Regions from separate parts of the Pan troglodytes genome. Here region 1 is linked to region 2. A link is a contact called in public HiChIP or PLAC-seq data. All regions are on one chromosome and are shown on one strand. Each heading gives the region's core, a stretch centred on a gene start, on an enhancer-like site or on the middle of the called end of the contact. The rest is flanking DNA. Distances are from core to core; before and after follow the strand shown. Region 1 holds the start of FERMT2 (FERM domain containing kindlin 2). Region 2 holds the start of GNPNAT1 (glucosamine-phosphate N-acetyltransferase 1).

Region 1 (3,876 bases), core at 1,273-3,772, 160 kb before region 2:
ATTTTAAATCTCTACTCCTAAATAAATAATCTCTACTCCACCCCTCTAAGCCTCCCAATCCCCACCCACCTTTTTTTTTCTTGTTTTGTGCCACTTATAATGTATACTATCTCACAGTTTATGCATCCTTATACGTTGTCATAAATCTTTTGGGGGATAAAGTGGGGGAAATAAATAATTATATTTTTAAAGTGGGGATTTTCCCATTGAGATTTGTTTTTTGTTTTTCTGAGATCAATCCAGGCTGGAGGGCAGAGGTGTGAATACAGCTCACTGCAGCCTCCACCTCCTGGGCTCAAGTGATCCTCCTGCCTCAGCCTCCCAAAGTGCTGGGATTATAGGCATGAGCCACTGTACCTGGCCCCTGAGATTTCTCCATGGAACAGACCCCCTGTTTCTTTGACATTTGTGTTGGTTTGACACCAGCATGTTTTCCATTTTCTCTGTGCCAAGCTATTGTGAATTTGTGGACAATGAAAATAATTTGAAATCTCTGCTCTTAAAGAACTCAAGTTTTCTTTAGAACTATTTAAAAAACACCAAAGGAAACCTCTGAGAATCCTGCCCATCGTTCAGTCAGTAGCTGCTGTATCCAGTGTCTATCATCGTGAATGTAATGGCATGTACAGAGAAACTGAAATGCTGGATGCAATTCTAGGTGGTGGTGTAAAGTTTTTGAGTTGGTAGAAAACAAAGAATGGAAGAAAGAAAAAACTTCCGTGATCTCAAGACCCAGAGAGCTTCTTAACATTTTGCTGTATTTCCTTACAGTCTTTTTCTCTGAACATTTAACATAAATAAGCTCTTAATTTTATAGCTGCATATCCAGTTCTGCAGTTTTGTGCCCTAACAAGCAATTCCTTAATTTATTAAAAACATTTTCCTGTATATTTTCAACCCCATAATTTACATAAACTCCCTCATCTCCGGACATTCATATTGCTTTCAAGTGAACTATTTGGAACGTCCACGAGTAGAAATATTGGAGAGTAGACAGATAAGAGACTGAAGGCATCAATTTCTCCATGATAACTAGCTAAAAACACTGTAGTGGTTTTCCCTATTTTTTTTTTCTGCCAAGCCTTTGGCATCTGACTAAATTTTGCTGCTTTCACTCCTTTCTGAGTTCCACCCCTTTCTTGAGGCCTCTCATCTTGTTTCCCAGTAATGTTAATGAACAAAAGGTTATCTGCCTAGCGAGTTCCTTTTCCAAGCGTTTGAGACAATTCGACAAGATTATGAGACTGCGAACTGGAGTCTTTTATCTTTAAAATGTATTTTAATCTGAGCCTTCTTGACGTTTATTTTTTGAGCCCATGAATTTGCTAGCGAGGCAGTTTCTCTGGTTTGCTGTTTCTGAAAGGAGTTCCCTCAACAGAGTACAACAGTTAATGGGGGAAGTGGAAACAAAAGCGGGAAGCAGGAGGACCGTTCCCCATCACTAGCCAGTCTTCAACAGGTAGCCTGGTACCTGCAGGCACCGTTCCAGAAGTATTAAAATCCAAGGTGTGGCTGAGGGTGGGATGGAGCATGTATCTCCATCTAACAGCTTTAATAGACTGTTAGTTCTAACTTGCATATAAAAAACACACAAATAAGTACAAAGAGCTGGAGAAGCTGGGGAAACAGTTTCTGAGTAAAACCTGTGGCACTAGGTTGTGTCTTTCCTTTCCCCTCAGGCAAGAGCATCATCTGTTTGACTGGTATCTGGCTGGAGCGTCCGAAGGGGTTAAGAACGCTTGCAAACTCCTGGGAGTCCAGTAGGAGTTGCTGATGGTGCCGGACATTGCTGGCAAAGCAATTTTTGTGGTTCACCTCCCTCTGGGTTTTCTCATTCTTTTGTGGGACATTCAAGGAGTTGGTTTGGGCATTTACTTTTTAAAGTTTCTCCATCCCAGACTCCTCTCTCCAGATCCCGGGGTGCGGCACCTCTCACCTCCCTGAGGTTTTTGTCTCGCTCCAGGCGTGGGGAGGGGGCGAGAGGACTTTGTTCTCCGAAAACGACCTTGCCCTGGGAATTTCCTGGGGCCGTTTCTCACGGACAAGCCCCCTCTCCCTGCTGCCAGCGCGGACACACGCCGCGGGGGCCCCAGTCCAGCCTGAGCTCTGGACGCCCCGCCGGCCACCAGCGCCCCGGGAAAGGCCGCCCGCGCTCCCCCGCTCCCCCTCCTCAGGGCCCGCCGCCTAGAGCCCGGATGTTGGATTCAATCCCTGAGCCGGGTCCTTCATTTCCATAAAAGGGCAGCGCTCCGCGGGGCCGAGATTGCCGCCCCGCCGCGCCCCCCGCCACCCCCGCGCCGCCCCGCCCCGCCCGGGACCCGCAGCCCCCTCCCCCGAGCACGGCGCCGGGAGGGCGGGGGCAGAGGCGAGGCCGGCCGGACCCGCTCAGGGCGGCTCTGCGGGCGGCGAAGGAGGGAGCCAGCGCGCCCAGCCCAGCCAGGCTCGGACAGAGGGGGCGGGGAGAGGGTGGAGCGCGGGGAGCCAGGCGAGGGGCCGCGACGACGGGACTCCATTAGCCGCTCCGGCCACAGGCAGCGCTTCGCCAGCCGAGGAGCCGGGCGCGGACACCGCCGCCCCGCGAGCCTCCAGCCCCTCGCCTGTTGCCGCGCGAGCCCCGGGCCCGGAGCGCTAGGAGCGCGCGGTGAGGGAGCGGGACGCCGCCGGGACCCGAGGGGGCGCGGCGGGGAGGGGAACGGGGAGTCAGCCTGCGCTGTGTCTCGGGGCCGGCCGGCAGGTGAAGCCCGCCGCGGTCCGCTAGGCGGGGACGGTGTGGGGCGGGCGGCGCCGGGACCGAGGAACGCTGCGGGGCGAGCGGGGCGTAGGGTCCTCCCGCAGCCCCGGCCGCCGCCGCCCTCCCGAGTTTCTGCCGAAAGCCCCGGGTCCTCCACCACCTCCCAGCCCGTGGCCGGCGCTGCGAATTCGGTGGGATTCGCCTTTCTTTGGGGGAGTGACGCTTACGAGAGCCATTTCCTCCGCGCTCGCAGGAAGGAGCCATGGCTCTGGACGGGATAAGGATGCCAGATGGCTGCTACGCGGACGGGACGTGGGAACTGAGTGTCCATGTGACGGACCTGAACCGCGATGTCACCCTGAGAGTGACCGGCGAGGTGCACATTGGAGGGGTGATGCTTAAGCTGGTGGAGAAACTCGGTGAGTAGCATCCCAGCCGCGTCCAACTAATGACTTCCCAGAATTGGTGGGGGGAGGAAAGAGGCTCACGACGGGGGAGGGGCCCATTTGAGAAATCTTGGCATCTCGCAAATGCTTTTTGGAAATGTAAAATCTTTCAGTATTTAAGCAGATAGATCTGTTCCCCTTTGCGTCTTATTTTGTTTTGTTACTCTCTGAATTTTCATATGTAATGATTCGAGCCTCCCAATTATAACCTTAATTGCGTAGTTACGCGGGACTGGGGATGTGTGCCGGGGAACTCGTTAATTCTTAACATTTACTGACAGAACGATAAAAGAATGAGGAAAGTGTGTTGGGAGGGTGATATTACAGTGTCCGTGGTTATCTGTGTCTTCAGCATACCTGAATGTTAGTGACGTTTGGTATAGAGAATGATGCAAAATCCATTTAAGAAAAATCTGTGCTGGAAAATGTGCAACTACTGGCGCCAGTGTGAAGTTTCTGTGGCTGTTCTACGTGGTGGAGTGCATTAAAATGTTCCAGTCATCCACTCTTACTAGGGGTGGGGCAGTGCTTGACAAACTTGGTATCCATAGTCCATGCTCGATGTAAGCCGTTTCGAGCGTTCGGTTTTATATTAATAACAAGCCAAGGAAAGAACTTTGTGTTAAAAAGCAGACTTTGTTAAACTAATTTGAGGTTGACGGTATTTGCTTGAGTACAAATATATATTGGATTGATATC
Region 2 (4,034 bases), core at 672-3,171:
AAGAAAGGGGTTAACTGTACTGGCCAGAGTAATCGACCTTGTCTATTAAGGAGAAATTGGGTTCTTATGGCCCAATGTGGGTAAGGAGGAGTATATGTGGAAAGTATGAGATCTCTGGGGGTACCTCTTACAAGCCTTGTGTTCTGTGATTTTAGAATTGCTTATGTTTCACTTTTTGCTAATTTATAAAACATACAGCAGTTTGTTGTACAGGATAAACTCACTGAAAACATTTGACCAGAAGTCTGATAAGAAAAACGGGGAGGGCCATATGCTTAAGATTAGTGGTGTGTACATAAGCATTTTTTTAAATTTTTGTTTGTTTTGAGACAGGGTCTTGCTCTGTGGCCCAGACTGGAGTGCAGTCTTGCAATCATGGCTCACAGCAGCCTCTGCCTCCCGGGCTCAGGTTATCCTCCTACCTCAGCCTCCTGAGTAGATGGGACTACAGGCACATGCCACCATGCCTGCCTAATTTTCAGTATTTTTTTTTGTAGAGACAGGTTTTTACCATGTTGCACAGACTGGTCTCAAACTCCTGGGCTCAAGAGATCCACTTGCCTAGGCCTCCCAAAATGTTGGAATTACAGGTGTGAGCCACTACGCCCAGCCATGAGTGTTTATTTTATTTATGCCTTACATATTCTTTTTTTTTTTTTTTTTTTTTTAAGAGACAGGGTCTTGCTCTATTGTCCAGGCTGGATTCAACCTTGTGGGCTCAAGTGATCCTCCTGCCTCAGCCTCTGGAGTAGCTGGGACTACGGATGCATACCACCACATCCTGCTCATGCCCTATATATTCTTTTGTATGTATGGGTGTAAAAACAGAGATAAAAACAGAGATATGGATGCCATCAACTCACTGATGTTTGAAGTTCTGAGAAAGCATAAATCAGTAAAGGAGTTAACTGAAATTTAAATCTCACAAATGAGCAAAAAATATGATTTCTGGTGTATGATCTATGGGGTTCTTTGAATACTATTGCTTAAGAATAAAATACTTTGCAATTTCAATAAATTGAAAATTATGGTACAAGGCAAGGAAGGGGAGCTACTAGCTATGAGACTTTTGTAAATTATGTAACATCTCTGAACCTCTGTTTCCTCATCTGTTAAAATAGGGACAAAGTGCTACTTAGGTAAGACACTTCAGAAATGGGGCTCTGAAAAAAGTCACTTTTCTTCTCCTAACGAAAGGTTTCTAAACCTCAGCACTCCAGACATTTCAGGCCAGGTAATTCTTTGTTGTGCGGCGCTGTCCTGCGCACTGTAAGGCGTGAAGCAGTATTCCCGGCCTCTACTCACCTGTGCCCTCCACCATCTGTAGATTCCAATGGCATCTCACCCCAGATGAGAGGCTGAAAATGATTCATACATTGCCAAATGTCTCCTGGGAGGCAAAACTGTTGCAGTGGAGAACCGCTGTCCTAACTCCATGTTCATCCAATAAAGGGTTTGAGGGACTGAGAAATGAAACAATAGTCCCGAAGGAGTAGAATGCAGTGGCCCCAACTCCTAGTTTCATGAAGGCAGGAACTGTGACTCAGAGGCCTGGGGATGCGGAGCTCTGAACTGCCAGCTGGTAGGAAAAGTCCTAATTAATGGATTGAATCATGAAGGGAGGGCAACAAGGAACAAATGGAGAGGAACAGTGGCCGAGCCTTCGGTCTCAGGATCAAAGAGGCCCACACTGGTCACCACTTACGCTGCTGGGCTGACTGCTAGGTAGACGTATCTGCAGATAAACCGAGACAATGACGCGGTGGGAAAGTCCTTGGGGAGCGAGGAGGAGGAGCCGGGAGAGGCCAGCTTTGGTCCGGCGGCCACCGCCCCAGGCGCCGACTCGAGCCTCAGGCCCCGCCCCTCGCCCTCCTGGTCCCGCCCCCGCTCTCCGAGCCCCGCCCCTCGCCCTCCTGGTCCCGCCCCCGCTCTCCGGGCCCCGCCCCTCGCTCTCCGGGCCTGGGCGGGTGGCGCCTTGGCCTCCGCCTCCGCTCGCCTGCGCGCGGCCCTGCGTGAGGGGGCAGAGGCGGGGTGGAGGCGTTGGCGCTGCCACGTCTGGGCCGCGGTTCCCAACTGTGGCGCGGGCGGTGGAGGAGGAGGTGGGGCTGGCGCTGAAGCCGGATCCGGATCCGGTGCTGTGCACACTGGTGGGGGAGAGTCCGACGCGCCTGGCTAGGAGCGCCGACCGCAGGGCCTCTACGGGTGAGGAGGGACCGGGGCCGGGGCGCGAGAGCAGGACCGTGTGTCCTGGGGGCTGGGGCGGGCCTGCCCTCAGGTTTATCTAACAGGTGTGTCTGGTACCCCGGCCAGGCCCCCGGGGGTGTTGTGTGGAGGAGCTGGGCGTTAATCCTCGCCAGCTGGGTGCACATGGTGTGGAGCGCGGTTCCCAGGAAGTTGAACGCACGCGCGCCTGGAGCAGAGGTTAAGGATGATGGCCAGCGGTCCGGCCATACGCTGGTCTTGGCCTGGCAGGGCTGGAACTGGGACTAGGGTCGGAACTTCGCTCCCCAGACTTTGGCGTGGGAAATGAGACAGTTGGTCGCGCTCTCTGCAGCCATCGGTTTTGAATGGGCACGAACGTCCCAGGCCCCTTCTCTTCTCCCATTCCCGGGCGCATCCCACGGTGGTCGGAGCCATTGAGGCAGCTGCTCCGAAGACCACCTCCGCACCGAGTAGGTCGGCGCTTTCCCCAGGGTACAGAGGGACATTCTTTGTCTCTTTTTCCTAGGCTCCTACCCCTAGAAATACCGAGTACTGTACTGTGATTTCTGTTGCAGGAGCTGATGTTTATGTAAGCCAAACTAATTTAAAATTTTCATACAAAATTGAACGGGCGATTATAGGATTCGTTTTGTTAGGATAATCCCTCATGAACGAATCCTAGAATGGATCTTAAGAAATTAATTTAGGCAGGATTTGCCAAATAGGGGAGAGAGCGCTAGCTGTATGGTATGATGATGTAAAGATTGGGGTCTGTTGAGGATGGTAATCGAGCTCAAGATGCGAAAACGAGGATTCTAGCCCCAAGTCACTTACTTGCTGTGTTACCTAAGGGGCAAGTCTTGGGAGTTCCAGGTGCTCCAGCTTCCTCATCGGTAGACTGGGAATAACGTCTAGATTGTAAAGGTCAAACTATCAGAAAATACTTTTGAACATTCATGCAGTTACACAATTTAATAAATATGGCCAGGTGTGTTAAAAATCTTTAACGGAATAGATTCAGAATGGATTCTTATCGAAATTGTTATAAAATGAATATAAAGGAATCCGAAGTCCGCCCCTCCCCCATTCACCTGCACTTAGAAGGTTCCCCAGGAGCTCTTGAGAGATACATAGGCTGGTTTAGATTTGGCCTTAGATTGTATTTTTAAAATTTGTAGATCGACTTTTAAAATCTTCATCTTCGGTGTCTATTACTTGTTGCTCTCCGTTGGTTGCTTCTAGCAGCAGCCTCTCTCCCCATTCGTATTCCAACCTGATACAGAGGCTCAGACGCCAAATAGTTGAAGTTTTGTTTAAAAAATATTCAATTGAGTGAAAAAATATTCAACTGATGTGATGACTAGTAAAAATGAATTTGGTGTATGCTTTCCGCGATATTGTGGCAGTTTGGGAATTTTTTTTTTTTTTTTTTTTTTTTGTCCTTCTGGATTTTCTGAAATGTGACCTACAGGTAAGTCTTACTCGTTATTCATTCACTAGGCATTATTGGGCTAGGGTTAGGCTTAAACGGGTCTTCTAAACGCCTGCTAATTTAGCAGTTAATCAGAAAAGGTTCTGAGGAATACTTAAGGAGGATTAGTGTTTAAAGTTCATCTAAAAACTTTAAAGAACCTAATGATATGATGAGATTCCGCTTCACACAACTGTGCAATTTTATTTGCAGAGATTTCCTAGTTTTGCAATATCTGGGCACCTGAAGATGCTAAAAGATTATTTATATAAAATTACTTATTTAATTATGCTCTAAACCCCCTTGGAACCAGGTTTCAAGTCATATCTTGCTTCACTTTGCCCAGTACCTTAGTTGGGCA

Evidence for each region. HiChIP or PLAC-seq counts read pairs in DNA pulled down with a chosen protein or histone mark.
Region 1: a contact with region 2 is called in an H3K4me3 HiChIP or PLAC-seq map of stem cell-derived excitatory neurons, with 5 times the contacts expected there. The contact joins the promoter of FERMT2 here to the promoter of GNPNAT1 in region 2. A contact is called at or near these places in 1 of 7 Hi-C or Micro-C datasets (stem cell-derived neural progenitor cells) and 1 of 1 datasets of contacts at active chromatin or transcription factors (stem cell-derived excitatory neurons).

Annotation. Positions count from the first base shown.
Region 1 is chr15:50,962,977-50,966,852 of NHGRI_mPanTro3-v2.0_pri, reverse strand. FERMT2 (FERM domain containing kindlin 2) reads left to right here and starts at 2,522. Exons shown (of 16, transcript XR_001709163.4): 1 at 2,522-2,641; 2 at 2,985-3,150.
Region 2 is chr15:50,801,775-50,805,808 of NHGRI_mPanTro3-v2.0_pri, reverse strand. It overlaps GNPNAT1 (glucosamine-phosphate N-acetyltransferase 1), which reads left to right and starts at 1,921. Exons shown (of 7, transcript XR_010151115.1): 1 at 1,921-2,202.